4 separate regions of the Mus musculus genome follow, and regions 2, 3 and 4 are each linked to region 1. Evidence: chromatin contacts called from public HiChIP or PLAC-seq and promoter capture Hi-C data. All regions are on one chromosome and are shown on one strand. Each heading gives the region's core, a stretch centred on a gene start, on an enhancer-like site or on the middle of the called end of the contact. The rest is flanking DNA. Distances are from core to core; before and after follow the strand shown. Region 1 holds the start of Slc44a4 (solute carrier family 44, member 4). Region 2 holds the start of Tapbp (TAP binding protein). Region 3 holds the start of Dhx16 (DEAH (Asp-Glu-Ala-His) box polypeptide 16). Region 4 holds the start of Tap2 (transporter 2, ATP-binding cassette, sub-family B (MDR/TAP)).

Evidence for each region. HiChIP or PLAC-seq counts read pairs in DNA pulled down with a chosen protein or histone mark. Capture Hi-C pulls out chosen DNA fragments and counts their contacts.
Region 2: a contact with region 1 is called in a FOXA1 HiChIP or PLAC-seq map of pancreatic cancer cells. The contact joins the promoter of Tapbp here to the promoter of Slc44a4 in region 1. A contact is called at or near these places in 3 of 39 promoter capture datasets (cranial neural crest, embryonic stem cells and liver), 1 of 484 Hi-C or Micro-C datasets (B cells), 1 of 115 datasets of contacts at active chromatin or transcription factors (pancreatic cancer cells) and 1 of 9 other capture datasets (liver).
Region 3: an H3K4me3 HiChIP or PLAC-seq map of bone marrow-derived macrophages shows a contact between it and region 1, with 7 times the contacts expected there. The contact joins the promoter of Dhx16 here to the promoter of Slc44a4 in region 1. A contact is called at or near these places in 2 of 115 datasets of contacts at active chromatin or transcription factors (bone marrow-derived macrophages and microglia).
Region 4: a contact with region 1 is called in a promoter capture Hi-C map of liver. The contact joins the promoter of Tap2 here to the promoter of Slc44a4 in region 1. A contact is called at or near these places in 2 of 39 promoter capture datasets (embryonic stem cells and stem cell-derived epiblast-like cells) and 1 of 9 other capture datasets (liver).

The regions. Positions count from the first base shown.
Region 1 is chr17:34,912,488-34,916,182 of GRCm38.p6, reverse strand. Slc44a4 (solute carrier family 44, member 4) reads right to left here and starts at 1,717. Exons shown (of 21, transcript NM_023557.3): 1 at 1,663-1,717. The coding sequence starts at 1,696. Ehmt2 (euchromatic histone lysine N-methyltransferase 2) reads right to left here. Exons shown (of 27, transcript NM_145830.3): 26 at 3,374-3,549; 27 at 2,110-2,543. The coding sequence ends at 2,363.
Region 2 is chr17:33,917,754-33,921,448 of GRCm38.p6, reverse strand. It overlaps Tapbp (TAP binding protein), which reads right to left and starts at 1,971. Exons shown (of 8, transcript NM_009318.2): 1 at 1,725-1,971; 2 at 1,399-1,578; 3 at 940-1,200. The coding sequence starts at 1,761. It overlaps Zbtb22 (zinc finger and BTB domain containing 22), which reads right to left. Exons shown (of 2, transcript NM_020625.3): 2 at 2,124-3,695. The coding sequence ends at 2,650. It overlaps Gm19412 (predicted gene, 19412), which reads left to right and starts at 953. Exons shown (of 2, transcript NR_168019.1): 1 at 953-1,379; 2 at 1,823-2,160.
Region 3 is chr17:35,878,149-35,881,843 of GRCm38.p6, reverse strand. Dhx16 (DEAH (Asp-Glu-Ala-His) box polypeptide 16) reads right to left here and starts at 2,066. Exons shown (of 20, transcript NM_026987.2): 1 at 1,726-2,066; 2 at 322-566; 3 at 49-214. The coding sequence starts at 1,932.
Region 4 is chr17:34,202,335-34,206,029 of GRCm38.p6, reverse strand. It overlaps Tap2 (transporter 2, ATP-binding cassette, sub-family B (MDR/TAP)), which reads right to left and starts at 1,551. Exons shown (of 12, transcript NM_011530.3): 1 at 1,407-1,551; 2 at 246-743; 3 at 46-160. The coding sequence starts at 735.

The sequences.
Region 1 (3,695 bases), core at 468-2,967:
TTTAAATTTTACTTTGTATTTCAGACAAGATCTTGCTGAGTTCTCCAAGCTGGACTTAAACTTGCTTCAGCCTCCTGACTGGTTTTTAGAATAAGCTTCTGAAAGTGGTTCTTAAAGGGACTCAAGGCTTCTGAGTAGTGTGTAACCCAGGTTCTGGGACTCCCTCTTAGTGGCTCGCAGACCCCAGTCCTATCTCTGTCCTCCAGCCTGTTCCAAGTCATCTCTGGACTATCCAGTCTGGGAGCCCCTCAGGGGACCATCATCACTTATCTCAGCCCTCTGGCCCAAGGATATGACAAAGAAAGGATAGTAAAGCTATGAAACCCTGCAGGGCAATGGGAGCTCCGAAGACCGCCCCACCACCACCACCCCACTCCGGCTACCGCACGGCTCTGGGTGGCCAGCCAGATTGACACCTGAGCCGGCTGCTGTGGTTGTGGCCTTGTGGCCACGTCCTGTTCCTGGTCCTCCTTGAGTACACAGGGGAGGGGGCGGGGCAGGGCGGGGCCAGGCTGCCAGGGTCCTGGTGGGCACTGAGGGACAGCTGAGGGGTGGGCTAGCCTGGGGCAGGTATCTTCTTTTGTGGGCATTTTGGACTCTGTCCCACCCGGGCTCACAGACACAGGGTCAATGATTGACCCAAGGCTGTTCCAGGAAGTTTTCTGTGCTCTGGCTATTACTCGGTCTTCTAGGGGACACCAGCCCCACCTAGAGGAGGCCCAACCCTCAGCCCTCTCTCTTCCCCGTCCAGTCTCAGGATCTGGGGGAAAGATTTCCAGCCCTTTACTTCAGCAGTTCTGGAAACAGGCCTCCCCTGTTTCCCCTCAGACCTCCCCTTCCACACAGCCCTGGCCCCGATTACTTAAAGTGCTCTAGATACACCAACATACACACTTCTTCCCAACTGAAACCTGAAGGCAGGTGTCAGTTGTCTCTCCACCTTAGGCCCCACTCCTCACAGGGGTCCTTGCAGGCAGACCCTAGCATCTCGGGGTCCCACCCCAAATTCTCACAAGAATTCCTTTAGTCCACGGTACCTGCCCCCCCCCCTCTGGGACTCTAGCATGCAGACCCCAGCAGCTCAGGGTCCCAGGCCCTCCATTTCACAGGAATCCTAGCAGGCTGACTGCAGAAGTTTGGGGTTCCAGCCCCCTACTCCTCAAAGGACTTTATTAGTTCAGAGGCCCATCTCCCCAACTCTTCACACAGATCCCAACAGGAGTCTCAGCTCCTGCCTCTTCACAGGGTGTGGGTTGACAGACACCCCCCCCCCCAGCAACCACAGCGCAGGACACTGCTGGACTCTAAGTCCAGAGCATCGGGACCCTAACCTGCCTCCTAACCACACAGGCTTTGTTTGCTAGGGCTCTGCCCTCAGGGACCTACAGCCCAGGCCTGACCTCCCCACTCCGCTGGCCACACAGGGACGCCAGCCCCAACTCCTGCTCATCCAGGTTCCATTTAGTATGCAAGATCTTTCTGGCGGCTCAGACCATCCTTCCAGGACCTGATTCTGTCTCTTTTCCTTGACTCCTGTTTTCCTGTAGCCGCTCCTCAGAGACCCAGGACTCCAGTTCCTCTGTCAGGATCCAACCTCAGCTGCCATGGCTGCAGAGCCCGGCCACCTCTCTCCAGAGCCCGGGCCTCTGCCCCTAGCCTTACCGTGAGCCTCGTTCTCATTCTGCTTTCTCCCCATGGCTCAGTCTCCGGAGTGATTGGAGCCACGGAGACCTAGCCGCTCACCTGCCGCCCGCCCCGCCCTCCCTCCCAGACGTCACAGCCCCGCCCCTGCCTGTGGTCCTCTACAGTTCCTTTTTCAGATCTCAACTCTTGACCAGCCCAGGGGTACCAGGGCTCAGAACTGGGTCCCAGGAGCTGCTTACCGGGTCTGCTACGGACCGCAGCAGGAAGAAACCGGAGCACTTTGATAAGGAAACACTGCATAATTGTTTAGAGTACTTCAACTGTGGCACACCCAAACCTCTAGGTTGTGATTTGCTTTTCCTTAAACCCCTGTGGCCAGTGGGTGCCCCACAGCTGTTCTCTTCCACCCCACAGCCACAGCTTGCTTCCTACCCAACTGTCCCCTCAGCCCCATAGTCCTCATCGTCCTGAAACAATCACCAGACAGTTTATTACCAAACCCAACATTTATTGAGAACACAGAAAATCAGCTGGCAGAGGCCCAACTTCAATCAGCTAACTGAGGCCAGGCTCAGTGGGGAAGGCCAGCCCTGAAGTCACTTGCACTCCCAGTGAGAAACCAGCTCTGGGAGAGGGGCCATCGACCTTCCAGGCCTTACTGGGGTCTCTGATGGAGAAATGTCTGAAGGGCAGTGCCCGGCCTGGATTTTAAGAGTCCTCAGGTGTTGATGGGGGGCAGGGAGCTGAGGTCAGGGAGCAGCTCCGGGTGGGGGTCCAGCCGGGCCAGGCGGCTCTGCTCCAGGGCGATGGCCTCCGCTGAATGCTTGCACTTCTCAGAGCCACACTGGCAGGTGAAATACTTGCTCTTGATGTCCCAGAATCGGTCACCGTAGTCAAAGCTGGCAGAGGAAACACAGGAGCTCTTGGCCCTTGGATCTAGACACTTCAAACCCATCTCATAGAGCCCAGGAGCCCTCTTGAGGGATCCACCTTCTTCCACCCAACCACTCCTGCAGATGGACTCCAGGTCCTTGTTGGCTCTGTTGACTCACACTCCCAGAGAACTGTCATAAATGCAGGCTTCTAGCCTTCCTGCCTTGTGACCAGACTCTCCCGAGGCTCTGCGGGAAGTGGGATGCAGCCTGCCCAGGGCCTAGTATACTCAACCATCCAGCCAACCCACACTAGCCCCCATCCCCCTTCTTGTTTTTTGCTTAAGATAGGGTCTCTCTACATAGGCCTGGCTGTCCTGAACTCTGTAGTTAGCCCAGGCTGGCCTTGAATTTGTAGGTACTTCTGCTTCAAGCTCTTTCAAACACTAGCATGACAGGCATGTGATACCAGGGCAACCTGGACTTCTCTTGTTTTGTTTTGACACAGGGTCTCACTCTGTAGCCCAGACTCTTTGTGATCCTCCTGCCTCAGCCTCCTGAGTGCTGTGATCATGAATGTATGTTCCTACTCCTGCCTTACACAGTTTTAACAAGCCTTCCAAGGGACACCTAAGAACACCAAAGGAAGCCGGGTATGGTAGCACACACCTTTAATCCCAGCACTTGGGAGGCAGAGGCAGGCAGATTTCTGAGTTCGAGGCCAGCCTGGTCTACAGAGTGAGTTCCAGGACAGCCAGGACTACACAGAGAAACCCTGTCCCGAAAAACCGGGAAAAAAAAAAAAAAAAAAAAAAGAACACCAAAGGCTGGTCAGTGCCCTCAGGCTGGCTCCTCACCCCAGCTCCTCCCCAGTCCGGATGTCCCTGGAGCTGAAGAAGGCAATGCGTGGGAACCGTAGATCTTGGTGCAGCATGAAAACCCGGACAGGGATGATGTTGGGGTCACACAGGTGGTTAATGAATCGGCTGATGTTGCCATAGTAACGGGCATCAATGCAGTAAACCTCGCCATCCTGGGGGTGGAGACACAGTGTTCTTAATATCCACTTCTATCCACTTGCCTGGCTAGTGTTCCTGCAGTGACACCCAGTCCCTCCACCCAGGCTTCCAGTCCCAGATGTTACAGGTGGCTGCACAAAGCAGCCTTTGGTAGTTGAGG
Region 2 (3,695 bases), core at 722-3,221, 990 kb after region 1:
ACATAGCTGCACAGGGCCTTGCTTCAATGCCACAAATAAAAGTAGCTGGCAAAATAGATCCTACTTCTTACAGTTGGAAAAAAACGACCCATAGGGCAAAAGGTAGCCAACACCATCCCACATGAAGACCAGCAGTGTGAGGGCAGGTGGTTTCAAGAGAACTACTGTCCCCACAAAGGGCCTGCACAGGGTGGAGCTAAGAGTAGAGGTGCCAGTGGAGTTTCAGACTGTCCCCATTTGGAGACTTCAAATGATGAAGGCAAAGGACTGAGTTCGGTGAGAATATTTGCATAAAAGCACCAGAAATGGGGAAAGCCAATGACGATTCTATCTACCTGTTAGGTGGTGTCCAGAGAGAAAAGCAAACATTCAGGACATTCAAGACAGATCTACCCCATAGAGTGCCCCTTCCCCTGTCCAGCACAGCAAAGTGGTGGGTGGATCTCTGGGAACTCAAGCGGCAGAACCGCACCTGTGCACAAGCCACCGTTCTGCCCACTAGAGGCCACTGTTGAGGCACTAAAGACCGTGGCCGAGAGCCTTGGCAAGAGGTTCCTTGCTGGGCTGACTGTCCCTAGTCTCTAGTGCGCTTTGAAGAGACTCAAAGTGTGATTTTTGAAACCTAGGATGGGTGCAGAAAAAATTTGGGTTTCGGGACGCCTAACCTTATGAGTTTCTCAAACTCTGGGATCTGGAAACCGACACCATGACCGCCTCTGCAAAGTCCCGCCCCCAAACCACAGTAGGTTTCAATTTTACTCTCAGCCTACAATGAAGGGTGAAGATAAAATCTAACCAACTCCCTTCCCTTAACAAAAGAATATATACTGATCCCCAGTTGAAGAAATGACCCATTCAAACCTCTTGGCGAGTCGCCGAACTGGCCCATCTAGATCCTTAAAAACTACCCATCCATCTCGCGCGCCTCTCGGCGGCTACCTGTTGCCATGGTGATGACGACAGGCTCCCGCAGAGGCTCCGGCTGTGGTCGCAGCAGGCTGGAGAGGCTGAAGAGAGTGCTGGATACGCTGACCAGCAGCCAATCCCCGTCCAGGGCCCGCGGGCAGTTCTGCTCCGGACTCAGACTTCTAGCCCACTTCGCCGAGGCAGGGAACGGGATGAAGCGGCTCATCTCGCAGTGTGGGGCGGAGGCGCCTGCGGGGTACCGCCTGAAGGCGGCCAGGAGCATTCCCGCCGGGTCTGCAGAACCGAAAAGGGTGTAACGGTAGCCCGGACTGGAAATGTGCTGACTACACACAGGCCGGAAGGCACAAACTAGCAAAGTAGTGAACGACTTAGAGAGCATCCAAACGTATTTACAAAAGGGAAAACTGAGGCCCAGCGTCCCTGCGTGAGCTAAGAGGAGGCGACAGATGCAGGTAAGTCCCGAAGACTCACCATCCACCTTGAAGTATAGCTTTGGGTCAAGATCTGGCCGGGGCGGCGGTCCCCTGGGTCCATGGCGCAGTAGCAGTGTGGCAGGTTTCTTAGACAGGCCACCCCCACCTGCATCCTCCACGAACCAGCACTCGATCGCCTCTGGTCCAGCCGAGACGACGGAGACGACGGTCGCTAGGCCTGGGGAGAGGGGCTCCGGTGACCAGAGGGCCATAGGATGTCCGGCGACCGGCGACCGGCCCGCCCCTTCAGACCCGCCATGGGACCTCCTCCCTCTCCTTCCCAGTGTGTCTATTCCTAAACAAGAAGAAATGGGGTCTGCTCACCCAGTGCCACAGCGACGAGCAGGAGCAGAGGCTTCATGGTGCTACGATCTCTCCTACCAAGTCTTTTCTTCCCCTTTCACTTTCATTTTCCTTCTAAGGCTGGGGTGAGGAACTGGAAATTCCCCGATCTGGTCAGGTGAGGGCGTGACTGCGCGTTGGAGGAACGCCGCCCACAGGGGCCAAACAGAGTTGCCGAAACCCTGTCTGTAGCTCTCCAGCCACTCCTCGCCCTGCACCCACCCCCTTGGCTCACCGGACTGCGCCAACTTTGAGCCCTTTATCAGCCTAGACTCCGCCCTCCTGCTGTGCCCTCTCCGCGCCACCTCCCTTAAAACCACACTCCCGCGTTCCCAGACCTGTGCCAGGTCCCAGCAAACAGAGGGGTGTTGGGAAGCCAAGTGAAGTGACCAATAAATATTTTAATCACCGTTAAAAATTAAGACCTATACTACGCGGCTCCCACCTTGTGTCCACCCACTTTCATGACAACCCAATTTGGGATCCCCATGGCAAGGGTGGGGTAGTACAGAAATAAGGGGCGTATCCTTCAAGAGGAGAAAGGACAATCGTTAAGACTCAAAGGCCTTGTCCCACAACACAAACACAGACTTCAGGCACAAACTAGCACAACCTGACTGTTGGCTCTGTGACTCTAGGATGCTCAAAAGGTCCCTTTTCCATTCCCCCACCTTGTTGGCACTACTCCGTGAAGGTGGGGCTCTGGTGTGCTCAGGGGAAAAGCAAAAACACAGCTTAGTTCCAGAGATCTCGAGGAAGGGGCTGAGGAATGGAACGGGCTGGCGACGGTGCAACCCACGCCCTTCTCTAGAATATATACAAGTCCACCGAGGTAAGGGAAGACTGTTTGGTGGGGGAAACCCCGGGAGCCATTGCTCTTAGACTAAGCTCCCCAATTGCCTGCTCTTCAGTGTGCTGCACCTCCACCCCCACTGAAATCCATCTCCACTTTGTGCACGCTGGGTGGGGACCAGACACGCCTATGGGACGGGGGCGTGGCCGAATTTGCCTCATCGCCACTGCCCCCACCCACTGTGGAAGACTCCCTCTTGGGTTGCAATGCTGGCCCAGAAGGTGTCCCGGGTCCAGGTCCAGGACCCGGTCCAGATCCGACCCCACCCACACCCATCCGGTGCCGACGCTCACAGTGTCCCCGGTGACGCATGAAACTGTCCCGCCACATGAACTTCTTGGCGCAGACACTGCATTCGTACGGCTTGAGGCCCGTGTGTGTCTTCATGTGCTCGGTCAGGTGGTGTTTCATCTTGAACTTTTTGTTGCACACGGGGCAGTCAAAGGGTCGCAGGTTGAGATGCATATTCACGTGCCGGTCCCGCATGCTCTTATGTGAGAAAGCCTTCCCACAGTGGCACAGAAAGATCTTATTCCCGTCGCTGTTGCCTGTCCCTCCAGGAGCCCCACCAGAGCCACTTGGTATGCCCAGCCCCACCGCAGAGGTGCCCCCGAGGGTCACTGCCCCGTGCTCAGCTGTGTTCCCTGGTGGCTGGCCTGGAGCCTGTGAAGAGGAGGATGGGAAAACCAAGATCTGGTTGCCCGGCACATCCAATGGAAGGAGGGGTCGTGGAGGGTGGGTGAGGGCATAGGAGGAAGGGGTGGGTCCTCCGGGGTCATCAAGCCCTGCCCCAGCGCCCCCACCCTCATAGGGGCCAAAGTCATTGGAGGATTCACAGAAGTTGACCTGCTCTTCCCCCTTGTCTGCAGGCTCGGTCAAGGTCCGAACATCACTGATACTGAGGGTAGCCTCGGGCTCTCCCCCTGCAGGAACCCCAGAGCCGCCTCCCATTTCTTCATCCTCATCATCCTCACAAGTCAACACCAGATCTTCCTCCTCTTCCTCATCTTCTAGATCGGGGTCTTGGTGGACCAGGGAGGCTGGTGCAGGGCAATTTCTAGCTTGCTTCACATACACCCAGTGTTTCTGTGGCACTGCAC
Region 3 (3,695 bases), core at 817-3,316, 970 kb before region 1:
ACTCTGCAGCCAAATCCAGACTTGCCTGACTGACTCTCTTCAGCTCACCTTCTTATCTGACCGTTCCAGGACATTCCGGGTCCGGTCCTTGTCCCGTTGCCGAACCCGCTCTGCAAAGGCATCCCGTTCTTCCAAGTCCTGGAGACGCTCACGCTCCGTCCTTTCCCATTCATCCTCTGAGGCTGGCTTCTCCTCCGTGGGTGATTTACTCCCCCTGAACCCAGCAAACCCAGCCCAGTGTATCAAACGGGGGTACTGAGAAAGCTTAGCATCCCCACAGCCGACAGCCTGCTCCAATCCCTCTCCTTCCTTCTGACTTACCCTGCCTTCCTCTTCCCTGACTCGGAAACCTCTTCCTCCTCGTCCTCCTCGTCCTCCTGGTGTTTCTTCCTGAGGTGTTTCCGTCTCTTCCGCTTCTTCTGGAGGCTGCTCCCGTTACTACCCACTGCCTCCTCGCCGCTCTCGCTGTCTTCCAACAACTTATAAGAACGGTTTTTCTCTAGCAGGGCTCGGGCCTCTCGCTCAGCTGCCCGAGCTGGCTTTTCCACCACAGCCTTCCGTGGCACCTGCCGGTAGATATGACAGCTCCTGACCTCAGTACCCTCATTTGCCTACGAACCGGTTACTATATCTAAAGCCTGTCTCCATCTTTCTCTTCTTCGTGGTCTTGTTCTACGGTCATAGCTCAACAGGGCTCCGCAGCTTCTGAACGTCCTTCTAGGAATCCACTGAGCAAATGATTACTGAAAGCCATCCCGTGGTGGAGGCAAAGAACCAGCTCTCACAGGTTGTACGCTCACAGCCTCACACGGGCATATGCACGAACTAAAACTTCTTCCTAACTTTAATGACTTACTTTTATTTTTATGTGCACTGGTGTTCTGCCTGCAACGTGAGCTGTGTGTGAGGGTGCTGAATCTCATAGAACTGGAGTTACAGTTGTGAGTTGCCACGTGGGTTCTAGAAATTGAACCTGGTTCCTCTAGAGGAACAGCAAGTGGTCTTAATCCCTGAGCCATCTCTTCTTGCCCCACGATAGAATTTTTTTTTTAAAGTATTGGTTCTGAGCTTAAGTAGTTTATGTTCTAAAACCCATTTTCTTTTCATGATTTATTTTTCATTTATTTATGTGTATGGGGTACCTGGCAAAGGCCAGAAGCCCTCCGATCTCCTTGGAGCTGGAATTACAGATGGTTGTGTGCCACTAGGCCTGGTTGCTGAGAACTGAACTCAAGTCTTCCAGATGCACAAGGGGTCTTAACTGCTAAGCCATCCCTCCCCAGCCTCGATCCTATTTCCTAAATGCTAATTCTCCTAGCTCTGTTCTCAGTGACTCTTTCCCAGGGCTGGGGATTGAATCCAAGGCTTACTGTATGCTAGACAAACATTCTACCAACTGAGCTACATCCTTAGGCCTGGGGTATGTGCTGTAACTAACAATGGCTCTAGCTTAAACATGTATGTAGAGCCCCATCTCGAGTCTTCTCCACAGACCTGTATACACCCAACACCTAGCATGATATCTAGATAACAGAGGAAAAAAATTAAATGGTGGGCGGAACCAAGAATGAAAGGTCTCTCTGTCACCCCACTACCAGGGAGGCTCGCTGCAAGTTCTAAGCCAGCCTGTGTACTATATTGAAAGTTGCAGGCTATCACAGAATAGACAGCCACACTGCGTACGAGCCAATTCGGCTGTGAGTGGCCTGCCCCGGCGGCACACACCTTGCTCCAGAGCTTCAGGGCGAAGTCCCGCGCCGGCCCCCCGAGGTCCAGGGTGTCGGTGTCCCGCAGGCGCTGCACGAACTCCTCGGCGGAGGCGCAGCGCTGTGCGGTGCCGATCAGGAACTGCGCGACGTGCCGCTCGCTCAGCCCCAGCACCGAGTGCAGCTCCTCCTGCACCCACCGCTCCAGCCCCGCCGGCGTCGCCATGGCGACGCGTCCTGCTCCGGGCGCGCAACCGCGGAACGGCCAGGACTGCGGCGGGGACAGAGCCTGCGGTACTACCGCCTCGCTCCGGCTGCCGTAGAGACTCCAATTCCACAGACCGCGAAACCCGGAAAGAGTCGCGCTCTTCCGGCCAGGGATCGACGGTGGCTGGGCGGGTTCAAATCGCGCAGCCTCTTTCCCGACGCTAAGTGCAAGAGGCTTTCATGCACAGCCTCGTCCAAGCTCTCCGTCGCCCCCTAATGATCTGTGCGCGGGTGCAGTTCTCTATCAATACAAGCTGTCAGTGATGACTAACTAGTTCCCACAGCTGGGATAAATAAAAGACGTACAAATCAGGGTTAGGAAAACAAGATATATAACAAAGGGCTGGAGAGACGGCTCAGCGAAGTCGAGTTCGATTCGGTGCACCCACATCCCTCACCAACAACCACGTATATCTCCAGATCCAGGAGGATCTACCACCTCTGGTCTCTTCTGACACCTGCACTTGTGTGCACGTGCTCATACACAAACACACATACACCTAATTTTTTTAAAAATAAATTTTTTTTTTTTGGTTTTTCGAGACAGGGTTTCTCTGTCTTGGAACTCACTTTGTAGACCAGGCTGGCCTCGAACTCGGAAATCTGCCTGCCTCTGCCTCCCGAGTGCTGGGATTAAAGGCGTGCACCACCACGCCCGGCCTAACTTAAAATATTAAAAATTAAAACAACAAAAACTAAAGGTACATAATAAATACATTTAGGTGGGAGTTTGGGTATCATAAGATTTTAATATTTATTTATTTAATGTGCATGTGGGTTTGCCTGCATGAATTTATCTGCACAGTATGTGTGTGTGTGTGTGTGGTGTGTGTGTGTGTGTGTGTGTGTGTGCCCTTTTAGGTCAGAGATATTGTGTCTCTCTGAACTTGGAGTTACTGGTGGTTGGGACCTGCCTGATATAGGTGCTGGGAACCAAACACCAGTCTTCTGAGAGCAGCAAGTGCTCTTAACCACTGAATCATCTCTCCAGCCCCTCTATTGGGTGTGTGTGTGTGTGTGTGTGTGTGTGTGTGTGTGTGTGTGTAGGCATTTTACTTGCAAGTATGTATACCACTCAGAATCTGGAGGAGGGCATTGGATCTCCTGAAAATGTAGTTAGGGGTGTTTTTGAGACATCACGTGAGTGCTGGGAGTTAAACCTAAGTGTTCTTAATTGAGAAGCCAGCTCTCCAGTTCACCATTTAAAAAACAAAAACAAAAAACAAAAAAACACGGGACTCATGTACAATTAGCTGGCCTTGTATGTACTACATAGCTAAAGATAACTTTGAACTCTTATTTATTTATTTATTTACTTACGCACTTAATTACTTACATCCTCAAAGCTGCCCCCTCCTGGTCCCCCCTGAAAGAGTTTCTCCCCCTATTCCCCTTCTCCTCTGAGAGGGCACCTCCCCACCCCAGTATCCTCCCTACCCCCCACCCCCCACCCCCGCAACCTTGAACTCTTTTTGTTTGTTTGTTTTTTGTTTTGTTTTTTTGAGACAGGGTCTCTCTGTATAGCCCTGGCTGTCCTGGAACTCACTCTGTAGACCAGGCTGGCCTCGAATTCAGAAATCCTTCTGCCTCTGCCTCCCAAGCGCTGGGATTAAAGGTGAGCGACACCACCGCCCAGCAACCTTAGACTCTTGATCCTGTTGTTCCTACTTCCCAAGTGTGGGGATTATAGACATGTACTATCACACTTGACTGAAATGTGTA
Region 4 (3,695 bases), core at 302-2,801, 710 kb after region 1:
TCCAGTCGCATCTACTACAGGGACCTGAAGCCAATCATCTCTCACCTCCCAACAGAGAACAGGCACATGAAAAAGATGGCGCTTGCAAAGGCGTCGGGGTCGAAATCACCTCCCAGGATGTCAATTACACGACCCGAATAGCGAGGGATTAATGTCTCCCCTGAAAGAGGCAAGAAAGATAAGGAGGCTGTGCCCTGGCAAGGCCCTTCTCCCACCTCCCTCTCACAGTGGTCTCTTCCTCTCACCCCACACAGCCACCACAAGGAAGAAGAAGGCAGCTATGAGGAAAGGCAGGTCCGGCCTGGACAGCTTCAGCAACCGCTTCATCAGTGTTCTGTTCTCCTGGCCTGGTTCCTTCTCCTGGACTCCAGCCGGGCTCAGCACAGCCCACACGGCCCAGCTCAGCGCAACAGCCCCATAGCCAGCCAGCAGCCAGCCCCAAGAGGCAGAAGCCACTCGGACTACTGAGGTGCTCGCGGTGCCTCCCACCAGAGCTCTTAGCGAGAAAAACAGGGGAGTGGCAAGGCAGAGCAAGGGCAGAAGGGTCCCCACAAGTCCCAGCAGCTCTCCCACTTTTAGCAGTCCCCACAGCACTCCAAGTCGCAGGGTGCCCTCTATCCAGAGTCCTGGCAGCCCCTGGGGAAGCAGATTTCCCAGAGATCCTTGTAGCAACCCAAGTAAAGCCATGTCCGCCAGCAGCAGAGAGACCCAGGGCCTCAGGTAGGACAGCGCCATGGTGGGTTCTGCGGAAAGAAAGGGAGAAATGAGGTCTGTGGAGTTCCAACCCTGGTTACGAGCCTCCTGCCCCAAATCCACCCTGAGGCTTCTTGTTCACCGGAAAGACCCCCTCCTAGATAAGTCTCTCCTAGGACTGACTGTCTGACGGAGCTGGGAAGGCTGCATTATTCTCACACACAGTCACACAGACACACAGACACTCAGACACACAGCACGGGGGTGGGGGTGGGGGAGGGGGCGGTCTGCTGCCACCACATCCATCTCCCTGAAGTTTGTTGGTGTTAGCCCAAGAAGACACACTGCCCCCATTCCTCGGGTCTTTAAGAGCCAGGAGACCCGGTGCAGGGGCGGGATGCGGGTGGGTTCGGTAGCCTTAGATGGCTTGGGACAGAAGGTTCTGAGTAGGGGCGCTGGGCCGGCGGCGCCCGACGGAAGACCGGGGACGCAGGGCAAGGGGGTGGGGCAGAGGACCTTGGGCAAGGGGTGAGGGACAGGGGACCTGGGACACTGGGTGGGGCAGGGGCACGGAGCAGAGGACACGGGGCAGGGAGTAAGCGGCAGAAGACCCAAGACAGGGGACGAGGAGTGGGGAACCGGATGATGACGCCAAGGGTTTGGGAATGGGCCGCACTCCTGCTAACTCTCGGGTTCTATCCAAAAGAACTCACCTGCGGCTGCGGAGCGGCAGCTCAGGAGAGCTTCTGGAATCTGCTTCTTCTCAAACTGGATCTCCTGGGTGCGCAGCGACGCCCTCGCGGGGAGCGCGCCTGGGTCCCGCGGCTTTCGCTTTCACTTCACTGCCGTGGTCGCGGTGCTGCGCACAGCCGCCAGCAGATGGCGCCTGTCAATTTGCGGGTGGGTTGAGCGCCCCAGGTTCCCAAAAAGGCTCGCCCTCCAAGGCCGCTACTAGCAAAACTCTTGAGGGTCTGAGATGCTTTGAAAAGGAAAAAAAAACAAAAACAAAAACAAAAAAAAACAAAACAAACAAAAAAAAAAAACGAAAAAACCCTGCATTTCTCCGACCTCCGAGCATGTTTTAAGAAGCGCCGGTTAAACTGGGACTATAGTTCAGATGTTGAGAAAACTTGCCTGAGCCCAGGGTTCGCTGCCAGTAGGTTTGAGGAAGGGGAAAGAGGAGGAGGAGTAAAGGGCAGAAAAGAGCATAGGAGAAGGAGAAAGGCGAGGGAAGAGAATGGTCGTGGACGGAAGGAAGGGGAGGGAGGAAAATGGAGGAGGGAGTGACTTCAGGTCCCTCCCAGTCAGCAGACCACACAGGTGTCCCACCTTTGGAAAAAGGAAGAGAGGAGAGAGAAGGACGGAGGGTGGAAGAGAAGAGAGGCTTGAGGGCTTGTTTGTTTTTCCAGGTAAGCTCAAGAGTTGGGGTCTGGGGTAAAACTAGGGCTTACAAGAAGGCCTCAGCTCCTATCAGCAGGCCAAAGGTTCCCTTTCACAGATTTTGAACCCAGAGGCTCTGGCCCTTTGTCCTCAGACTTTCTTCGCAGCACACCGCACTTGCAGTGAGGGCCCTGGGTCAGTGCCAGGGCCTGCTGCTTGTGAGGTAGTCAGAGTAGGCTGTAGGCTAACACCATCAAAGAGGGAACCCGGCCTCCTCCCCAGAGCCCAGTTCATTGCGGAAATCACCCTTCTGGGCTCCAGGGAAGAGCCCTCACAGAGCATGGTGAGGCACCAGGTTCCATTCTCAGACATGAAAATCAACCATGCTGCTCATCACCACACCCCACCACCAGGGCACTACAAGGAGAAATGACTCTGCGGGCTGAAACTACCTATAAAGGAAAAAAAATCCCCTTAGACATGCTGGTGTGACTACCCATGAGTCACTTGAAGGTCAAATGTTGAGGGCGGGGGGGGGGCTGGGGGTGGCCTTAAAGCAGGCCTACATGGCTATGCCTATCTCTCTGGACTTTAGGGCTACCCCAGGTGGAGAAGGCTCCCATCTGGCTGTCTGGATCTCAGAGTCCTCTAACCCCTGACCTGGCTCTTGACCACTCCTGCACGGAGCACTCATGCGCTGAACTCTCCTGCCCTGAGCACTCCTGCACTGAGCACTGCTACACTGAGCACTCCTGCACTCAGCACTCCTACACCAAACACTCTGTACTGAGTACTCTTGTCCTGAGTACTCCTGCACTGAGCATGCCTGCACTGAGCACTGTGCTGAGTACTCCTGTGCTGTGCCCTGAACACTCCTGCCCTGAGCACTCCTGTCCTGAGTACTCCTGCTCTGAGCACTCTTGTCCTGAGTACTCCTGCCCTGAGCACTCCTGTCTTGAGCATGCCTGTGTTGAGTACTCCTGCCCTGAGCATGCATGTGCTGAGTACTCCTGCGCTGAGCATTCCTGACCTGAGCACTCCTATCCTGAGCACTCCTGTCCTGAACACTCCTGAGCTGAGCACTCCTGCACCAAGTATTCCTGCACTGAGCACTCCTGTGCTGAGTAATCCTGCCCTGAGCACTCCTGTCCTGAGTACCCCTGCCCTGAGCATGCCTGTCCTGAGCATGCCTGTGTTGTGTACTCCTATGTTGAGCACTCCTGCACCAAGCACTCCTGCACTGAGCACTCCTGCACTGAGTACTCCTGCCCTGAGCACTCCTGTGCTGAGTACTCCTGTGCTGAGCATTTCTGCCCTGAGTACTCCTGCCCTGAGCACTCCTGTCCTGAGTACTCCTACCCTGAGCATGCCTGTCCTGAGCATGCCTGTGTTGTGTACTCCTATGTTGAGCACTCCTGCACCAAGCACTCCTGCACTGAGCACTCCTGTGCTGAGTACTCCTGCACTGAGCACTCCTGCACTGAGTACTCCTGCCCTGAGCACTCCTGTCCTGAGTACTCCTGCCCTGAGCACTCCTGTGCTGAGTACTCCTGTGCTGAGCATTTCTGCCCTGAGTACTCCTGCCCTGAGCACTCCTGTCCTGAGTACTCCTACCCTGAGCA